Regions from separate parts of the Xenopus laevis genome. Here region 2 is linked to region 1. The links are chromatin contacts, called in public Hi-C maps. All regions are on one chromosome and are shown on one strand. The core of a region is the stretch at or near the end of the contact, and the rest is flanking DNA. Distances in the headings are between cores, read along the strand shown.

What was found. A called contact is a pair of places that touch in the nucleus more often than the background predicts.
Region 2: a Hi-C map of the XTC cell line shows a contact between it and region 1, with 3 times the contacts expected there. The contact joins two enhancer-like sites. A contact is called at or near these places in 3 of 4 Hi-C or Micro-C datasets (the XL177 cell line, the XTC cell line and animal cap).

The regions. Positions count from the first base shown.
Region 1 is chr4S:83,534,339-83,539,507 of Xenopus_laevis_v10.1, forward strand. No RefSeq gene overlaps it. Among protein-coding and RNA genes, the nearest start is that of trnar-ucu, 13 kb to the left of the region's middle. Within about 2 kb of position 3,038, at least 1 of the 7 cell types and tissues checked has an H3K27ac peak or open chromatin away from gene starts, as enhancers often do.
Region 2 is chr4S:83,580,635-83,585,803 of Xenopus_laevis_v10.1, forward strand. All of the region lies in intron 2 of bcar3.S (breast cancer anti-estrogen resistance protein 3 homolog), which reads left to right. Among protein-coding and RNA genes, the nearest start is that of bcar3.S, 22 kb to the left of the region's middle. Within about 2 kb of position 1,972, at least 2 of the 7 cell types and tissues checked have an H3K27ac peak or open chromatin away from gene starts, as enhancers often do.

The DNA.
Region 1 (5,169 bases), core at 1,788-4,287:
GAAAAAAAACTAAATTTTTTTGTGATTTATTAAATCCTGATGCTGCTAAAAGTATGAATAAAAAAATATTTAATCTTAAACCTGCCGAGGTCATGTAGCATTCAATTTCAGATGTCCCATTTACAATTGGACGATATCCTGATCTGATAATTTGTGGTTTTCAGGCAATAATCCGAAAAAAAACTAGTTTTAGGGAGTCATATCATATAATTCTGATTTTTTCTTTTTCAAGTCTTTTCTCACACCAGATTTTTTCAAGTAAATTTATTAATAAATACGGTAAAAATGTGTATGACATTTTTGGTATTAGTAAATATCTCCATAAGTGTTATTGTTTTACTCTAAAATTAGTTGTGTCTTACAAAATAACAAGTGTGTGGTAAAAAATAAAAATCATGCCACAAATGAGACAATTCATACACCATATACTGTATGGTTGGGATGCCATTTACTAATATGACTTTTTATCAAAATGTGCGGTTTAAGCTCATCACCAAAAACTCACCCTTTTCTGTTCATTCCTATGGGGTTTTTATAAGTGTATTTATCAGTGGGTGAAAGTTAGAATTCACCATTTAATAAATACACTTTTATTTTGTGGTGAGCTTTAATCTCAGATTTTGATAAATCTGTCCCTTTCATTATGGATAATACTGAATAAATCTTGCATCTATTACAGTTGTTTATAAATATAACATATTAGAATATGAGTTTGCATTTCTACAGAAACATACACAACATTTGCTTCTGGATTTAACCTAGCCATTGAACTGCTCGTTAGCTTCTCTGATTTCTTAGCAAAATACAATATTTAACTCATTTTAGTATTCTGCATATAAGCATTTACTTGTTACTTTTTTGCATTTCACCATTACAGATGATGGTTTAAAGAAGAACTAAACTCTAACATTTAGGGGCACATTTACTTATGGTTGAATATCGAGGGTTAATTAACCCTCGATATTCGATTGCCGAATTCGAATATCGAAGTCGAAGGATTTACCGCAATTCATTAGATCGTTCGATTCGAAGGATTTTAATCCATCGATCGAACGATTTTTCTTAGGTAGGTTTAAATTTGGCGAAGTTTTTTTTAAAGAGACAGTTCTTCGACTATCGAATGGTCGAATAGTCGGAACGCTTCTTAGTTCGAATCGTTCGATTCAAAGTTGTAGTCGAAGGTCGAAGTAGCCAATTCGATGGTCAAAGTAGCCAAAAAAATCATTCGAAATTTGAAGTATTTTTTATTCTATTCCTTCACTCGAACTAAGTAAATGGGCCCCTTAATATGGTTATAAATGCCATATTTTATGTATATTTTGTATAGCAGTAATGATTCAGGTCTGCAAAACTGCAAGTTTGACATCTTGGATTTTGTTCGGGATGTCTGCGACACGCACATGATCAGCGTGCTTTGAGCACCAAATGAGAAGCTATGCTTAGAGGTTGTTGCAAATTAACAAGCAGAAAATGAGTGTAATAATAATCTGAATTATTTACTAATCAGCCTTATTCTGTGGCATATATATTATACAGTATATAGAGTCAGATATATTGTGTGTCAGTCTCTAAGCTCAGTAAGTGACAGCAGCACAGAGCATGTGCAGTGAATCAGCAGAAAAGAAGATGGGGAGCTACTGGGGCATCTTTGGAAACACAGATCTTTACTGCTAAAGGGCTGTGGTTGCCTTGGGCTGGTACAGAAGCCAAAACATAATGTATAGCATTTCTACCCTACTTCTTCTATAAGCTTCTCCTTTAAGGACAACTTGTCATGGGATAATCACTTATAATAATTTACCTTTCAGCAAAAAATGTTAACGCAAGCGAAATAGTCAACCTAAGGGTGCCCATAGTTATTGCTATTAAAAAGAATACTCTGTACAGCACACTAAATTGAAGGGCTGGTTGAAAAATGCTGACATTCAGATTAATAGGGATGTCCACCATTTTATGCATAAGTGGTTACAGCCTGCAAAGAAACCAATAAAACACAATGTACGATTAGAGATGTCTGTCTTTAATTCTGCAATTCTTGGGTATTTGATGCATTTAAGTGATGTAAGGAAAATATCTTCCCAACAACAACCATTTGTATCAAAGCAGAGGTTTTGGTGTTTTCCTGAACATTGCACTGAGCTTTCCCAGACATAATCAGTGAAGTCACAGGTAGTCATCCAAATGCCTGCGCTCTGTCTCATAAGGCATACTGTATAAGAAAGATACATTTGTACCAGAAGTTTCTTACCTGTGTGGATTGGCATTATATGAACATCTGATATTGATTAGGTTATTAATCCAAATGCATGTTGACCAATTTGGTTTCATAAGTATGCACCTCAAGTATCAGGCAGTTGCATGGAGGTGCTCTATTACCTTCTGCATTAACATAATGAAAATACACATAACTGATCTGTGTTATATCCCCTGACATCACTCCTACAACTGCAAATTACATTTTAATTTGTATACATATATAATAGAGACCAATACTATACATAGTATGGAAATGGAAAATATGCCAACATGATGATCCTGTAGGTCTTCTAGCCCATATCTGTAGAAAAGCCACAGACCTCAAATCAAACCGTTTTATATTTCTGCCATTAGGTCAGCAAATCACCCCCTTAACCCCTGTGCCCACAGTCTCAGAGAATGGATTTTACCCAGCTGCACTGAATTATCAGTATTCAGATGAAATACTTCTTTCCAAAATCCATCAACATGCTGACAATGCTTGGCAACCACACATACAATGAGCTTTTCTCTTTTCTTTTTTTTTTATTAAACATTTAAATCATGTTCATGACAGACTGTTCTACACAAGTAATCTAATATTCAGCTTTTTTTTTCATGTACCTTTGAAATATAGTAACTGTCAGCCAGATCTGAATCATCTCTGCAAGCTGTCCCAAAACCACCTGCACACTCTCACAGACACAAAACTGCTTCTGCCATTGTACAGCAATCCTACTTTTGTACTTCCATATTCAGCAGTCAAGCAGAACCTTTAGCCCTTGTACTGTATTATGCCATATACCGATAAAAATCCCCATGAAATGCCTTTATTTATCAGGGAATGCTGCGAGTTGTAGTTACATCAGGAGCTAGAGGTTCATAGATTCTGTCTGGCAAATGCAAAGAGGTTAATCTTAGATAAAATATTTGCTTCAAGAAATTTTCTACTGTTTCTCTATAAGGAATTAAAGCAATTTAGGCACAAAAAAAAGGTAAAATTGTGAGCAATGGATAAATGTTGCAGACAACTTGCTTACTGTGTTTATAATTATTGAACTAAATACAATGGACACCATAGAGGTCATTCTTGACCCTAGAGCAGGGATCCCCAACCTTATGAACCCGTGAGCAACATTCAGAAGTAAAAGGAGTTGGGGAGCATCACTAGTATGGAAAATGTTTTTGGGGTGCCAAATAAGTGCTGTCATTGGCAATTTGGTAGCCCCTATGTGGATTGTCAACCTACATTAAGGTTCTGTTTAGCAGTGTACCTGGTTTTTATGAAACCAAAACTTGCCTCCAAGCCTGAAATTCCAAAATAATCACCTGCTTTGAGGCCAGTGGGAGCAACATCCAAGGGGTTGGAGAGCAACATGTTGCTCATGAGCTACTGGCTGGGGATCACTGCCCTAGGGAATGAAAGTACAAAAGCATACCACTTAGTGCTTGTTTTTGTAGCAATTGTGCCCCCCTGTGCCCTGCACTGAGGATCAAATGTAAAATCCAGCTCAGTATAGAACAAAGAATCTCAATTTCCATCACAGTCTTGAAATTCCTGGGGTGAAATGCACTTCCTGCCACTCCCTGCCACATCCGAATTGCGCAAATAGGGACAGGTACAGTGGCGGAACTACTGGGGTAGCAGGGGGGTGCGAGCGGGCCAGGGCCCGCACCCTCTCAGGGCCTCCCGGCAGCCCGTGTGCCACTGAAAATGCGGCCGTACGGAGGGGGGCGGGGCCCGGCTGCGCGTCACGCACCAGGGCCCGCCCCCCTCTAGTTACGCTACTGGACAGGTAGGGTGCAGGTGAGGATGGCCTACATGCCACCCTCCACCTGTATAACATATAGGAATAGTGAAATATAATAAGCCCTATTCTGAATCCAAATATATATATATATATATAAAGGACCCGCACTCCTTTAATAGTGAATCAAACGTGTTTAATTTCAATGCATATCCAACATTTCAGCCCACAGTATGGCTGAAAAGTTCTTGAAAAAGGCCCTAATGTGCGCCAAAACGTTGGATATGCATTGAAAATAAACACATTTGATTCACTATTAAAGGAGTGCGGGTCCACCTTCTATAACTGCTCATGTCTCTCCCACTTTGGGAAAGCAATATTTCTTGTGTGACATTTTACAGCCGTTATCTGTTTAGGATCCACGTGTGTGGTGAAGCCTGGCTAGACAAGGAGCATTATGCTGCAACTCCTGGGTACAGTATAATTGCTGCACATACTGTAGGTAATTCAATAAAAGGTGGAATTATTAAGCTCTTATTTAAGAACATATTCAAACAGACATAGTAGGAGGTTTTCTATTTTATGTAATTCATTTGAAACATATAATTCCCTTTGTCTATAGTTGCTAAAATCTTAGCACAACTCTCCAAATCATGGTGTTGTTTGCCATATCATTTCCATAAACACTAGATTTTTAAGAATTTTAGACCCACAGTGCAATTTACTGTGCATAATGCAAATCTCTGGCTGTCAGGAATATTTTAGTTTCTTTTTTTTCCCGCTGATATTTTTTTAATAGGACTTTCTTCAAAACCTTTAGTGGTTTATGTAATAAATGGTCCTAAATTTTCTACTTGTCTAATAACCCATATAAACCAATTGGCAGATAGCATTTACTGATTAGGTGTGGAAAACAAACATCTCATTGGTTGATGTAGGTTACTAGATGTTGGAAACATCAGACATGTTATTGCTTTATGTTTTTACAGCCACTACATTCTGCGAACCAATCCTAACAATCTGCATTAGAAATGGTAAGGTTTATATCAGGTTTTAAAATATCAGTACAAGTGTTTTTTTCTGTCTAAAAAGTGCCGGTGCTAATGCTAACTGAATGTGAGGTGGCACTGGCAGGCCCAGATTTGTGGGAAGACCACCTAGGCCCGGGCCTAGGGCGGCAGGATTT
Region 2 (5,169 bases), core at 722-3,221, 45 kb after region 1:
TTAAAATGTTATAGAAAGGCCAATTACAAGCAACTTTTCAATTGGTTTTCATTATTTATTTTTTATAATTTTTAAATGATTTGCCTTTTTTTCCTGATGCTTTCCAGCTTTCAAATGGTGGTCACTGACCTCATCTAGAAAACAAATGCTCTGTAAGGCTACAAATGTATAGTTATTGCTACTTTTTATGGCTCCTATTTCTACGTAGGCCCTCTCCTATTCATATTTCAGTCTCTTATTCAAATCAGTGCCTGTTTGTCATGGTAATTTGCACCCTGCTGTAATTGCAAACTGGAGAGCTGCTGAATAAAAAGGTAAATAACTCAAAAACCACCAACAAGAAAAAATTAAAAGCAATTGCATATTGTCTCAGAATATTTTTCTTTCCATCATACTAAAAGTTAATTTAAAGGTGAACAACCCCTTTAAGCTTAAATATAATAACAAATAGAAAATAGAAATTAATTGGAAAAAGTCCATTTCTGCTGAACAATCTGAAACCAACTAAACTGAAACAAGTGTTTGAAGGTAAACAACCCCTTTAATAGTAAGGTTACTAAATCCCATGATTACTTTTTATAAATGCAAATTGCTGAGCTGCGCTGATTGGAAAGTGTCTTTTGTATGAAATGCAATCCATGCAGTCCTTCTCTCTGGATGTTTCTTACGTTGTAGTTGTTGCATACATGAATGTCTGCCTCTCAATGTTTTGTATTGCATATGTTCCCCATTTCATAAAAATTGGGAATTGGTATCATTATTGTGGTATAAACCACCTCGTTGTTCTTTTGGCCTTTACATGTGCAATATTTTGCTTTATAAATTCCAGTCTTTTGTTGTTCTCCAGTACTATCCATTCCAGGGGATGAGGTTTGGCGCATCGTTAGTTCTAATTAAGCATGCATATTGGAGGGGGGGTTGGAAATGTCATATCTACTTTTTAATTTGTTTGTAAATGTGCATTACATCAGCACCGTGGCAGCTGAACACAAACAATGAGCGTTCATGAAATAATCATCTAGTTACATTGTGTTTGGTAGTCTGACATCAGCGAAGTATAACTGAAAGTATGTGAGAATGGGAACAACTTGGCTCGGCTTTAACAGCAGATAGCTCTGTGTACTGCATGCTCTGGGCCCTTAAACTAAAGGGACCACTAACATTCACCTTGGATGATGAAGGTATACACTATCTCTAGTAAATAAGGCAGGGTTGTATGGTGAAGTTGCAGTTAAAGGAGAAGGAAAGGCTAAAATTAAGTAAGCTTTATCAGAAAGGTCTATATAAATACATAAGTAAACCCTCAAAGTAATGCTGCTCTGAGTCCTCTATCAAAAGAAACATAGCATTTCTTTCCTTCTGTTGTGTACACATGGGCTTCTATATCAGACTTCCTGTTTTCAGCATAAACCTCCAGGGCAGGGCTCAGTTTACACCTCTCCCCCTCCCTCCTCCCATCCCTGCTGTAATCTGAGCTCAGAGCTGTAAGTGAGCTGGTAGAGACTCAGGCAGGAAGTGATGTCACACCAATCTTATATGGCAGCTTCTATCCTAAACAAACAGAGACAGTGTCTAGAGCTGTTTACTCAGGTATGGTAAAGCATTCTGCAGAATAAATATAGCATTCTAGCTCGCACTATTGTGGCTAATCTGTTGGCATTAAACTGTCTTTGAGCTTTCCTTCTCCTTTAAGGGACCAGACAAGGGTTAAAAACAGGGAGAGATTTTGTATTGAATCTCATGTGACAATATAAGGCGATCTGTGAATACACAGAGCCACACACACTCAAATTATGCAGTTGGGGAGCTTACCCCATTTATTGCTTTACCAATGATACAAAAATAAGTATTATTGGTGAAGCAATAAATGGGATGAGCTCCCCAACTGCTATAATATGAGTGTGTACGTCTCCATGTATTCACAGATGCTCAGGGACCAAGCCAGGTCAGTGGACAGCCAGCACCACCAGTGCAGTGTTTGAAACAACAGGTGTGCGTAGGACCTTCTACATATTCGACTGCAATTTAAAGGGAGACCATTCTGTTTCTATGCCTTTATAATTAAACAAACCTTTAAATTTAAATTAAATTAAATGACATATCCTAATTAGGCATAATATATTTAGTAGGATACATCATCATTTTTACACAACACACTCCTTTTTAAAATAATTTGAGTAGTTCTTTACAGTCATACTGATAGACTAGAGTGTCATGTTTCCATGCATAAGTAGTAGAAAGTGAAGAGCAATCATAATTATGCAGAATGCCATGGAGCTCAACCCTCCAGTGGTTTGGCTGAGGATACTGAGGGTAGTAAATTATTTCAGCTGGAGTTGCCTGAATTTAGTATTTCTTTTTCAGATCATCTAATTCAACAACATTCTAGGTGGTCAGGAATTTTAGCTGTATACCAAGTTAGCTTTTAGTAAACGGATGTATTCACTGTTTGTGATGTCTACATTATCCTTGTTTAATTGGCCCCTGGCAAAAAGTTGTTTTCTAGAGTGAAAATCCACCCAGTGAGTCTTTAGTGCCATTCATTGACAGGCCCCCTGTTGACTTTTCATTAAAGGATAAAACTTCCCATTAACTCATTCCTTGGCCGTCTTGATTAGCAAAATAAAGTGGGTACGTTAATATGTTTAGATGTCTTAGCATCCCTTCCAGTAGCATGTAATAGGATTCATGATACCCATTGCTTCAGTGTCTTTATTAATGTATTGTTTTTTTTTATTGTAGTTGTGACTCAAGGACAAACTGGGCATGTGTTCTGCCTAATTAAAGGGAGTTTTCACCTTTAAATAAACTCTTGGAATGAGATGTATGAGACTCATAGACAGTGATATTCTGAGACAATTTAGAATTGGTCCTATTTTTTAATTCGTGTTTCTTCATTTATTTAACATTTTGTCTTCAGTTTAGTATTTCAGCAGCTATCTGGTTACTATACTCTTATTTTACCCTAGCAACCAAGAAGTGGCTTGAATAAGAGACTGGAAGATGCATAGGTAAGGGACTGTATAGAAAGTTATGTAAGAAACATAAAAATAACAATAACATTGTCGGGTGATCTTTTTTGTTTTTGGGAGGGAGTTGGAGTCGGTGACCTTCATTTGAAAGCTGGAAAGAAGAAGAAAACAAATAATTAAAAAAACTATAAATTATGAATACCCATTGCAAAGTTCTTAGGAAGAGGACATTCTAAAACATACTAAAAGTTAACTTTAATGTTAAACCGGTTTTATAAATGTTTATTTGAGATCATATCAATGTTTCGGTGTGTTTCCAAAGACTAATATTTATCATTTTTCAAATCATGTAGACTTACTTTGTTTTGTTTGCTTGAGGTAAGCCTAGGTAAACCTGTATCTAATTGTACACAACCTTGTTCACATTTACAGTAAAAGTGAAAAACAAGAATGTACCAGTGCATTATACTCTTTTTTTAAATCACAAATAATTATGCTTAAAGTAGGGTTTTTAACATTATTGGCTACAAAATTTCATATACACTGTCTGTCTCCTTTAATTCAAGTTGACATTAAGTACCAGTTACGTTTAAGTATGTCTCATTGTAAGGTCTATGGCACATTGATTTTATGATAACCAATACTAAGTATTGGACTTAAACACATTTTCGAGGAGCAGCCCCATACAAGTTCGACTTTGAAACTTTTATCTGTCTGTTTATGGCCACCTGTAGCTGATACTTCCTAAACTGGTGGTAGTTGGCACGTGATTTTCTGGGAGTGATAGGTATATATCTGCAGACTGAGAATAAACTGTGTGGCATTATCCTAAAACATCCAGTGGAATCCTGACTTATGTGCATTTTCAATAAAATTTGGGCAAAATCTTGGATTTTAGGTTGCAATAGAAATATTTGGTGCGGGTCCCAGAAATGTTTTGTTATGCCGCTGGTCATAAACAATATGCTGATATGAATACTCCTTTACTTTAGGTCACAATAGTTGGTTGGTTGTCTGCAAGTTAATATTGTCAGGTAGGTAACTATCGCCACTGTAATGGATTTGTTTCTTCACTGTAATGGCACAAAATCCTTTGAATATATATTTTCCCATTCCACTCATCGGTATTCTCCTCATAGGTATGCAATGTTTCATGTGCAGTATGAGTGGAACCTGAGTCACATTCAATAAGCAGATTGAACTCTGAATTTTTAAGGAATGTCCTACTTCATAAACATTATCCACAAAGCTGTTGAAATTCACATGAATGTACTACTGAGTGTGAAAATAATAAAAGTATTTGCCTTCCTGGAAAAGAAGGTTATGAAAGCATAACGGGATATGTACACAAGGAAAATGATGGTTACATCGCACTGTGAACTGGTGATAGAAATAAACCTCTGTTCAAATTCCAGATCTTTAAGTATAAGTTTATCAAACCAGTGCTGCTCTTTACTCTACTCACTGAAAATACCACCAAGACACATGAAAAATTATTGCTTCAAAATGGTACTCACCGCTCATAGAAGTGCAGCTACTGACCCCACAAGCTTGTAGCTGCCATATGCTTAGCTGAGCTTGCTGTGCATGAAATTATAGGGATATCTTTGTAATTACTGTTCAACACATTTCTAAACTAGACAAATGGCACACTCAGTGCGATTCATATTTTCACAAATTATGGCTTTTGGCAGGACACCATATTATAAGAATACATTTCTCCATTTTAATTTTCTCTTACAGAATTAATAGTGAGAGAGGGGCAGAGCTCATTTAATCAGATTAGAATGAAGTTCCACACTGCAGAGAGCTAGCCCTATATTTAAGCATTCATATCACATCAGTTTGCATGAATGTGTCCTTGTAGAATCCATAGGTATCTGAAATACTGATGAGAGAAAAGAAAATGTCAGTGCAGCAACTGCCACAGTTGTTTGTGTGCCACTTGCATACAGAATGAGAGAATGCAGAGATGTGGGTGTGTAGCAGTGAATGCTGGGAAGCCGCACAAGCAAGTAGAAACAAATTCCGATTATTTTGTACAGCCCAGAGGCATGGCATGCACAAAGCTAAGCATTTGGATCTACAAAAAACAGATGCTTTGCTGTAGAAAGTGACCTTCATTTGGCATTTTATCTTATATATAAATTATTTAATAAAATGTATTGGGTCATTTTAATGGACTGTTATACCCTCA